2 separate regions of the Urocitellus parryii genome follow, and region 2 is linked to region 1. Evidence: chromatin contacts called from public Hi-C data. All regions are on one chromosome and are shown on one strand. The core of a region is the stretch at or near the end of the contact, and the rest is flanking DNA. Distances in the headings are between cores, read along the strand shown.

What was found. Hi-C and Micro-C count contacts between places; a contact is called where the count stands out from the background.
Region 2: a contact with region 1 is called in a Hi-C map of liver, with 2.0 times the contacts expected there. The contact joins the promoter of Znf33b here to the promoter of Ankrd30a in region 1. A contact is called at or near these places in 2 of 2 Hi-C or Micro-C datasets (liver and muscle).

What each region holds. Positions count from the first base shown.
Region 1 is chr5:124,797,706-124,801,432 of mUroPar1.hap1, forward strand. It overlaps Ankrd30a (ankyrin repeat domain 30A), which reads left to right and starts at 1,746. Exons shown (of 35, transcript XM_026399545.2): 1 at 1,746-2,204. The coding sequence starts at 1,960. LOC113190326 (a long non-coding RNA gene) reads right to left here and starts at 1,750. Exons shown (of 7, transcript XR_013343609.1): 1 at 1,695-1,750.
Region 2 is chr5:125,040,351-125,044,580 of mUroPar1.hap1, forward strand. It overlaps Znf33b (zinc finger protein 33B), which reads right to left and starts at 1,878. Exons shown (of 5, transcript XM_026399532.2): 1 at 1,434-1,878; 2 at 286-324. The coding sequence starts at 294.

The sequences.
Region 1 (3,727 bases), core at 496-2,995:
GGTCAAATGTCTTCTCTCATATGCAGAAACTAGAGTAAAATGAGAGGGGAAAAAAGTGGGGATGGAGGGATCCCATGAAAATGGAAGAAAGATCAGTGAAATAGAGAAAGGGAATAGAAAAGGAGGGAGGGGGCTGGGAAAAGAGAGGAAATACAGAATAAAATTGACCATATTATGATATGTACTATGATATGTACATATATGAATATACTATACTATAAATTGCACCTTTATGCATATCTACGAAGCACCAATATTTTAAAAAATACTGTAAATAAATTGAAGGAAGACCAGTACAATAGAGTACAGAAGGCAGGAGGGAAGGGAGGAGGAAGGAGGAAGTACTGGGGACTGAAGTGCAACAAATTGTATTTCATGTATGATTATGTCAAAATGAACCCCAATATTATGTATATCTATAATGCACTAATAAAAACAAAAAAGAATATTCACGTAGCTTTATGATAGTAAGGTACTAAAAAAAAACCCATGTCTATTAGTACAAAATAAAAAATACATTTAGTTAAATAAATCTTCTGTATGTCATCATCAAAAAAGAGTAATAGTAAAAAGAACTTGCTTTATTATCAAAAATAATTTATGAAAGAACTCATGTAATTTACATAAGAATTTAAAATAAGACAAAGTAGATACACAATTTTCATTAGGAAAAAGCTTTATAAAGAAATTACTTTTCCCAAATCAAACCAAAATTTTAAAATTATGTTGTTTTCTTCAGGTATCTATTCTGATCCAAAATGTACATAATCTCTTTACCTATTCCATTAATTTTTATCCTAAAATTGACTCTCTATATTGCTCTATGGAAACTGTCACTTCTAATTCCAAGAACTTCCAAATGAATAGAGATTCCATGCAAATAAAGCGCTCTGCAAAACGAATCCCCTTTTTCTTTCATAACCACATCCATATGCATATTCCACCCATCCCCAACCAAATTCTTTAAGTAGATTTCTGCTTTTAAAGACAGAGTTTATGTGCTTTTCTATAAGAGGCAACAGCAGGTGTGGCAGTAGCAGGCTGGCCTGACCTGAATACACAGAAACCAGGTGACTTGACGTGTTCAACCTTTTACAGAGCCCACTGTTTCTACAGAAATACAAAGTCCACCAAGAGACAAATCAGAGCTAAGTCCTGGAGCGCCTGGTGCACCGAAGCAGCTGCCCAAGTTGCTCACAGCAAGATCCAGGCCTGGCCTGGCCTCAAGTCCCACACAACCCACGTCGTACCTGGAGAGGCCCGCGAAGCCACCATTTGTTGAGCCCCGCCGAGGTCCCCTCCCCAGGAGAAGGGCACGGGCGGACGCGGTTGGTTGCCGGAGCTCTGGCAGTCTCACCTCCGACGTGTCCCAAGAGTTCAAGGGAACTTTTGCAAGCCCCGCGCCCGCCCCTCCCTCGGAACCCCTTCTTCAAATCCAGGCGGCCGGCCACCTCCGGCTGCCCGCGAGATGCTGCCTACACTCTCGGGCCCTTTATTGTCCGACCGCCAGGGAACAACTGCGCGATTTTCCAGCGACATGGCCTAGTAAGTTGGGCTACCCGCGCACTAGTTGCCAGTACCCGTTAGACTGGAATCCCAAGCCTTCTCCAAGGAAGAGCACTGTTGTCACAAACCTGACACAAAGAAACACAGGAGGCCTAAAGGGCGGAGATTGGAGAAATGAAGCTTTGTACCTGCGCACTGAGCAACCTCAGTTACCGGCCTTTTGAGAAAGCGAGTAGCGTCTGCGCAGACTAAGACCGCGCACGCGCACTGGGATTTAAGTGGTGTGGCTTGGAGACGATAATTTTTTCCTGAAAAAATGGAACCTTGGAGCTGCCCCTTTGAGTCGTTGTGGCGAGACTAGGTTTGCTTATCTGTGACAGCCAATATTGAGTTCCGGAGGCGGTGAAAAGCCAAGGAGGAGGAAAGGTACCCCTGAGGCGGTTGGCTTCTGCCATGAAGAGGATTTTTGGCTTCGGAAGTAAGGGCCGTTCGCCTTTGGGCTCCTCCAGCAACCTGCGAAGGAACTGTGTGGGCTTTGGGCTTGCGAATGCCAGTAGTCTGAACTCGCCCAGGTACCACATCCGAGACAAGGATACAGGAAAGATCCACAAGGCTGCAAGCATGGGCAATGTAGCCAAAGTGCAGCATCTCCTTATTCTTGGGGAAAATGGCGTGAATGATAAAGACAAGAAGAACAGGTAATAAGTAGGGGCTTTGTGCCAAGGGGCTACGGGTTTGGTGCGGGAGGAGGGGGGCGTGGAAGAAACGGGCACCTCCCCAGCTGGACCCCCTCAGGCACCTGGGAAGCACAGGCCTCCAAGGGATCTAACACCCAGAACCGCTTCATGAGCAACAGAACTAAAACAGAACTTTAGCTCATTTCCGATCCACTTATGATTCCCATGTAAAGCTCTTTGACTATTGAAAAGTGATTAACTTAACAAAATTAAGTATATGCAACAGTTTATTTTTAAAATACACAATTCTAAAACCATGTATACGGTGTAGAAAGTGCATGAGAGAAATATTTTTTTATCAACTAAAGGGTTTTAAATGCTTAGAAAAAAATAATATCCATGTTTTTATGAAGTGTATAACTATTGGGAAGATAGTTCTCTGTTGAACAAGGAAGACTTATTCCAAAAATGTGAGGTCTTTCTATATTTATTTTAGATAAACCAGGTAAAAATATCAAAGTTAACATTTTTAAAAAATTTTTAGTTGTAGATGAACATAATATCTTTATTTGTTTTTATCTGGTGCTGAGGATTGAACCCAGTGCCTCACACATGAGAGGTAAGCACTCTAACACTGAGCTACAGCCCCAGGCCGAAAAGTTAGCATTTTTTATTTCCCCATGCTTTTACTATTGTGATGACAGAATTTTTTTTTTTTTTGTAATAAGAACTTGCTCTTCTTGGTATTAAAATACACTATTGATTTTCACAAACTAATTGATACTGGCAACTGAAAAGACAGATAAACTAATGCAACAGAATAGAAAAATCCAGAAACACCCAAATGTATGTAAGAATTTAGAACTTGAAACCAATGACATTCCATATTAATAGGAAAAGATGAGTTATTCATATATGTAGTGCCTGATAACTGGAATAAACTAGCTAGGTTATTATGTCACAAGTTAAGTTTCTCCATAGAGTACAGATTAAAAATTTTTAATAATACAGAATGAGAAAAATATGAAAGAAAATACACAGGCCTACTTCTGCATTATATATTTTTTATATTGGCCAAGACCTTCCTAAAAATAAACTCAAAAGCAAGCATTCTTTTTTCCTTTTGTGGGACTCAGGATTGAATTTAGGGACTAGTGCTTAGGAAGCACACACTATCACTAAGCTATACCCCTAGCCTAAAAGAAACTGTTCCAAGGGTCAGTTAGCAGAAATGAAAAATCTAAACCTCTGTATATCAGAAAAAGAATTAAAATTAAAAACTGTTGCAAAATATTTATACATATATAACATATAATACAGATAAAAAATATATCTTCATTATACAGAAAATTCTTTCAAATTAACAAGGAAAAAAACTGAACTCCATTTATTTTTTTTTATACTGGGGGTTGCACCGAAGGCCTTGTGCTTTCTAGGCAAGTACTGTACCACTAAAGTTTACCTCTAGATCTTGAACTCTTACTTAATTTGGTAAGGGACACTTGTGCAGATCTACAAGTTACCTATGGACACTGGAAAAATTT
Region 2 (4,230 bases), core at 628-3,127, 240 kb after region 1:
TCAGAAAGATACCATTGTTTTCATAGGATTCAGTCTTCTGCTGCAAAACTCATCTGCCCTGATGGTTGAAAACCCAAAAGACATTTTGCAGCTCACCTGAGTGATTTTAAGGTTATATAGTCAGTATATATCAACATACCAATGTGACAACCTATCTGTTGGTTTATATTTTCTGCAAAATTGGATTTTTATCTATTACAATTTTCTCATCTTCACATTGACTCTTACAAATCTTTCAAAATCCGTTGTAAAATAACATGAAGGACAAATAAACATACAACTTACCTTGTTCATCTTGTGCTGTTCTTGGAAAGATGTAGACAACTGTGAAGACACAGCTAGTTAGCAGAAGAGGAATGGGATCATAAAAGATCTGGCCTGCTCAGCAGCTCATGAATTCTCCTGCCCTAAAAAACTACACTCATTCACTAGATAAAATGATTCCTGTGGGAGAATTGATCTCAGGCACACAGCTCCTAGGAATAATGGAACTCTCTTGTTAAACAACCACAATGTTTTACCAAGCTCCACTAAGCCTGAACCTGTCCACAAAACAGTAACTTTAAACAATGGACTTTCTTAAGCGCTTCACAAAAGTCCTAACATTGCACACTGTAACTGTAACATGTAACTGAGAAGTAACATGTAGCTGAATAATGTTGCTAACTCTGTAACCTGCCTAATGACACAATGAATAATAATGTACTACTGATGCCAGTGACCTAATGAATAATAACCTAGAATAATGCCAACACTCCACTGACCCTTCAGAATAATCAGGGGGAATGATGAAAGACCACCTGACTCTAATATAATCATGTAGCTCATGTGCACAATTTTTTTTTCTGAATGAAAGTTAATATTTGCTTCCTATGGATTTCAACAGAATTCTCTTGTGAATACTAAGGATTCACAAAAAAATTAAAACAATAATACTGGTCAATTTCGTTACTACATCTAATGAAGTAACATCAACATTTCACAGTTGTAAAATAATACTCTGGAATGATATCTATCAGTTTTCCTACTAGTGTTATTTAACCTTTGATTAGTGACTCCACAAAAAGCCACAAAAAGTCATGCTTCACGAGGAAAAAAAAATTCTAAATTTAACTTTGTTGCTGTTACTCAAAATGTGTTTAATAAGAAACTTCCTTTCACTTAAATGACAAAGTAGAAAGGATTGGCTTGGGAGTCAGGAGATCTCAAAATAGTTTTGGCCACTAACAAAGTATGATCCTGAGATGCAAAAACCTTTAGGACTTTTTCTTATTCCTTTTCAAATGAAATAAAAAGATAATTCTTGTAGATCCTTCCTAAACTTTAGGAGAATTAAGACAGAAAAATAGCACGTATCAAGATGCAGTGATGAACATAATAGAGAAGCAGTTCATAGTCTCTATAGAATGGAGAACCAAGGAAAAAGAACTTGCCTAAACAAAGTTGATAAGAAATCCGCAGTGACTAATGAGTCCAAACTCCCATGCAAGGCGTTGGAAGAACCCTTAGCTCTCACGCAGGCTCTCCCTGCAGCATCGCCCCCTCTCCAGGAGCTCCTAGTAAACTTCGCGCATGTGCACACCTCCTCCTTTCGCGGCCCCACACACAACTTCCACAAGCACGCCACTGAAACCTGTAGTGACGGGGCCTCACATCCTGACAAAGAACCCGCCGTCCCAGGGTCCCTCCACGGGTCGGCAAGGTTCCTTACTACCGCCGGATACCGGCCGCTGACCGCTCTCGGGGCCCCTCGTTCCTTGCCCAGCCTTTCAGGGTTCACTGGTCCATCCCCAGCCTGTCGCATTGATCACAGAAGAGTAGGAAGACTATGCTACCCGACCAACTCGGGAGTTGAATGAAACCGGGGAAGACAGAAGAGGCAGCAGACGAAATGAGGCATGCGCAAAACGCGGTGCAGGGCCCGAGGCAATAATGAAAAACTACCTTTCCCATGAGGCCCCGCGACCAATTCTTAGGAATTGCGGGGAACTGTGGATTTAGCTCTAGGGTTTGCGGTCCGTGTGGGTGTCTCAAGCAACCATTCCTGGTTCCCCTACGGATTCTTAGTTCCTTATGTGGCTTGTGTGCAGTTTACACGCAGAACTGTCAAGGAAAGGAAAGCCGTCTGTCAATCTCACTTTTTAGAAACTGGAAAGTAGGTAAATCCATACAATAAAAAACTCATCTGACACCATCAGAGATTGTGTCTGGGAGGAAAAAAGTGGTCGCGGAATAAGAAACCTAGCTTATCAAAATCACTCAAAGGTAAATGGAAGCTAAATCAAAAAAATGAGCACATGCGAAAGAAGAAAATAAATAGTACAGATTCGTACCTCTGCGATACTGAAATTAATAGGAAGACTATTCGTTGAAAAAATTCCAATAAAAATCTCAAAATGTGTTTTTCTCTCTCCTTAGTGTATTGTGCACATTACAAAAGCATTGTCAACTTCATCAGTGTTAAACAAAAACCTAAATTAACAACGAGTATATTTTAACACCCCCCCCAAAAAAAAAAACCCTAAGAAATAGCAATATGTAAAATATTGCTGCATTAAAATAGTTTGGCACCTGCTTCAAGGAAGTACAATGCCATGATTAGGAGTATTTTTTGAATATAATAAACGTATGCCAGGCCGGTGACACAGGACTGTAACCCCAACAACTGGGGAGCCTGAGCCAGGAAATGGCAAATTCAGAGCTAGAATGGGCAAGTTAGACCTTCTCTCAGAAAATAAGAGGCTAGAGAAGCATCTCAATGGTAGAATGCCCCTGATTTCAATAACTGGTATCACAAAGAAATACTACTAAATAATAATTGTAAAATTTCAAAACAATGGAGTATTCCTAACAGAATGTCATCCCAATAAAGAACATGTATAAAGTTATGTTAGATTCTGCATGAAAAAAATTACCGTGTTCAATTTTTTAAACGTTTAACCCACAAAGAATGAATAATGTTGACAGAGTTTTAAAAATTGAACGGAGACCCTAAAAACAAACCATAAATTTAGTGCCTGATATATTTTATTGTAGAAAACAACAAACAGCTCAGTTCCAGGACTTTTTTCTTTTTTTAAGATTAAAAGCAAATCTGCATTCTTCATTCACAAATTCAATCCAAGTATGTATCACAAATATTAGGGCTGGGGGAAAGCATCTGTTCTGAACATGTGCAGATTTTGTGTCCTTGATTCCCTAAAAAATAAAGCATGATTATCACTGGAAGAGTTCCCAAAGAAGGGGCCCTTGACTGAAGACAAGTGAGGTCCTTGGAATATGTGAAGGAAAATAATTTCAGCACCACCAGTCAGAGACAAAACTAGATTTACTTAGGAAAGCAAATACACAATTCAAGGTAGAATGTGTGCTCTCTCAATAGACATCTTTTTGGGTAAAGCAAGAAATACACATCTTGAGAAAGAGAAGCTTTGGTATAGCGTGGAACTCACATTTAAGGGAGAATAGGGGCCATCTCCAGAAGAGACAGCAACTCTTTGGTCTTGTCTATTAATATTTAGCTAGAGAATAGCTAGCAAATGAGGTCTAGAGTTATACAATTTTAAGCCAGTTTTCCTTGTACTTGTGTATGACCCATATTATGCTACTTTCTGAGGGCAAGTTTTCTGGCCAAGGACATGGACAGGTTGCTCAGAACTTTGATTTGCATTTCAAAGGTTCATAGGTGTTTCCTGTATTCCAATGTGGGTTTTTTTCATTTTCTTTTTCTATCTGATGATGATTATTTACATAGCATTTACATCATATTAGCTATTATAAGTAATCTAGAGAAGATTTAAAGTATATGAGAGCATGTGTTCATGTTAGATACAAATATTATGTTCTTTTATATAAGAGACTTAATTAAGCTTCTGCAGAATTTGGTATTCAAAAGGAGTCCTTCAACCAGTAATGCTCTGCAGGTACCAGTGAGCACAACTGGAGGAGGAGAGAGAAGGAGGAGAGAGTAATAGAAATCTATGAGGGTTTGTGATCACAAATCCTCATAATTTCTCCACACACACACAAACAAATAGAGAGAGAGAGAGAGAGAGAGAGAGAGAGAGAGAGAATCATAAATTGGTATCTTCAAGGGATTGATTTACATGATTATGGAGACCAAGAAAGTCTCACAATGTGCCATCTGAAAGCAAGAGACACAGGGAACCTGCTGGTATAATTCTGTCTGAAGTCCTGAGAAACAGCAGAGTGATGATATAAATCTTATTT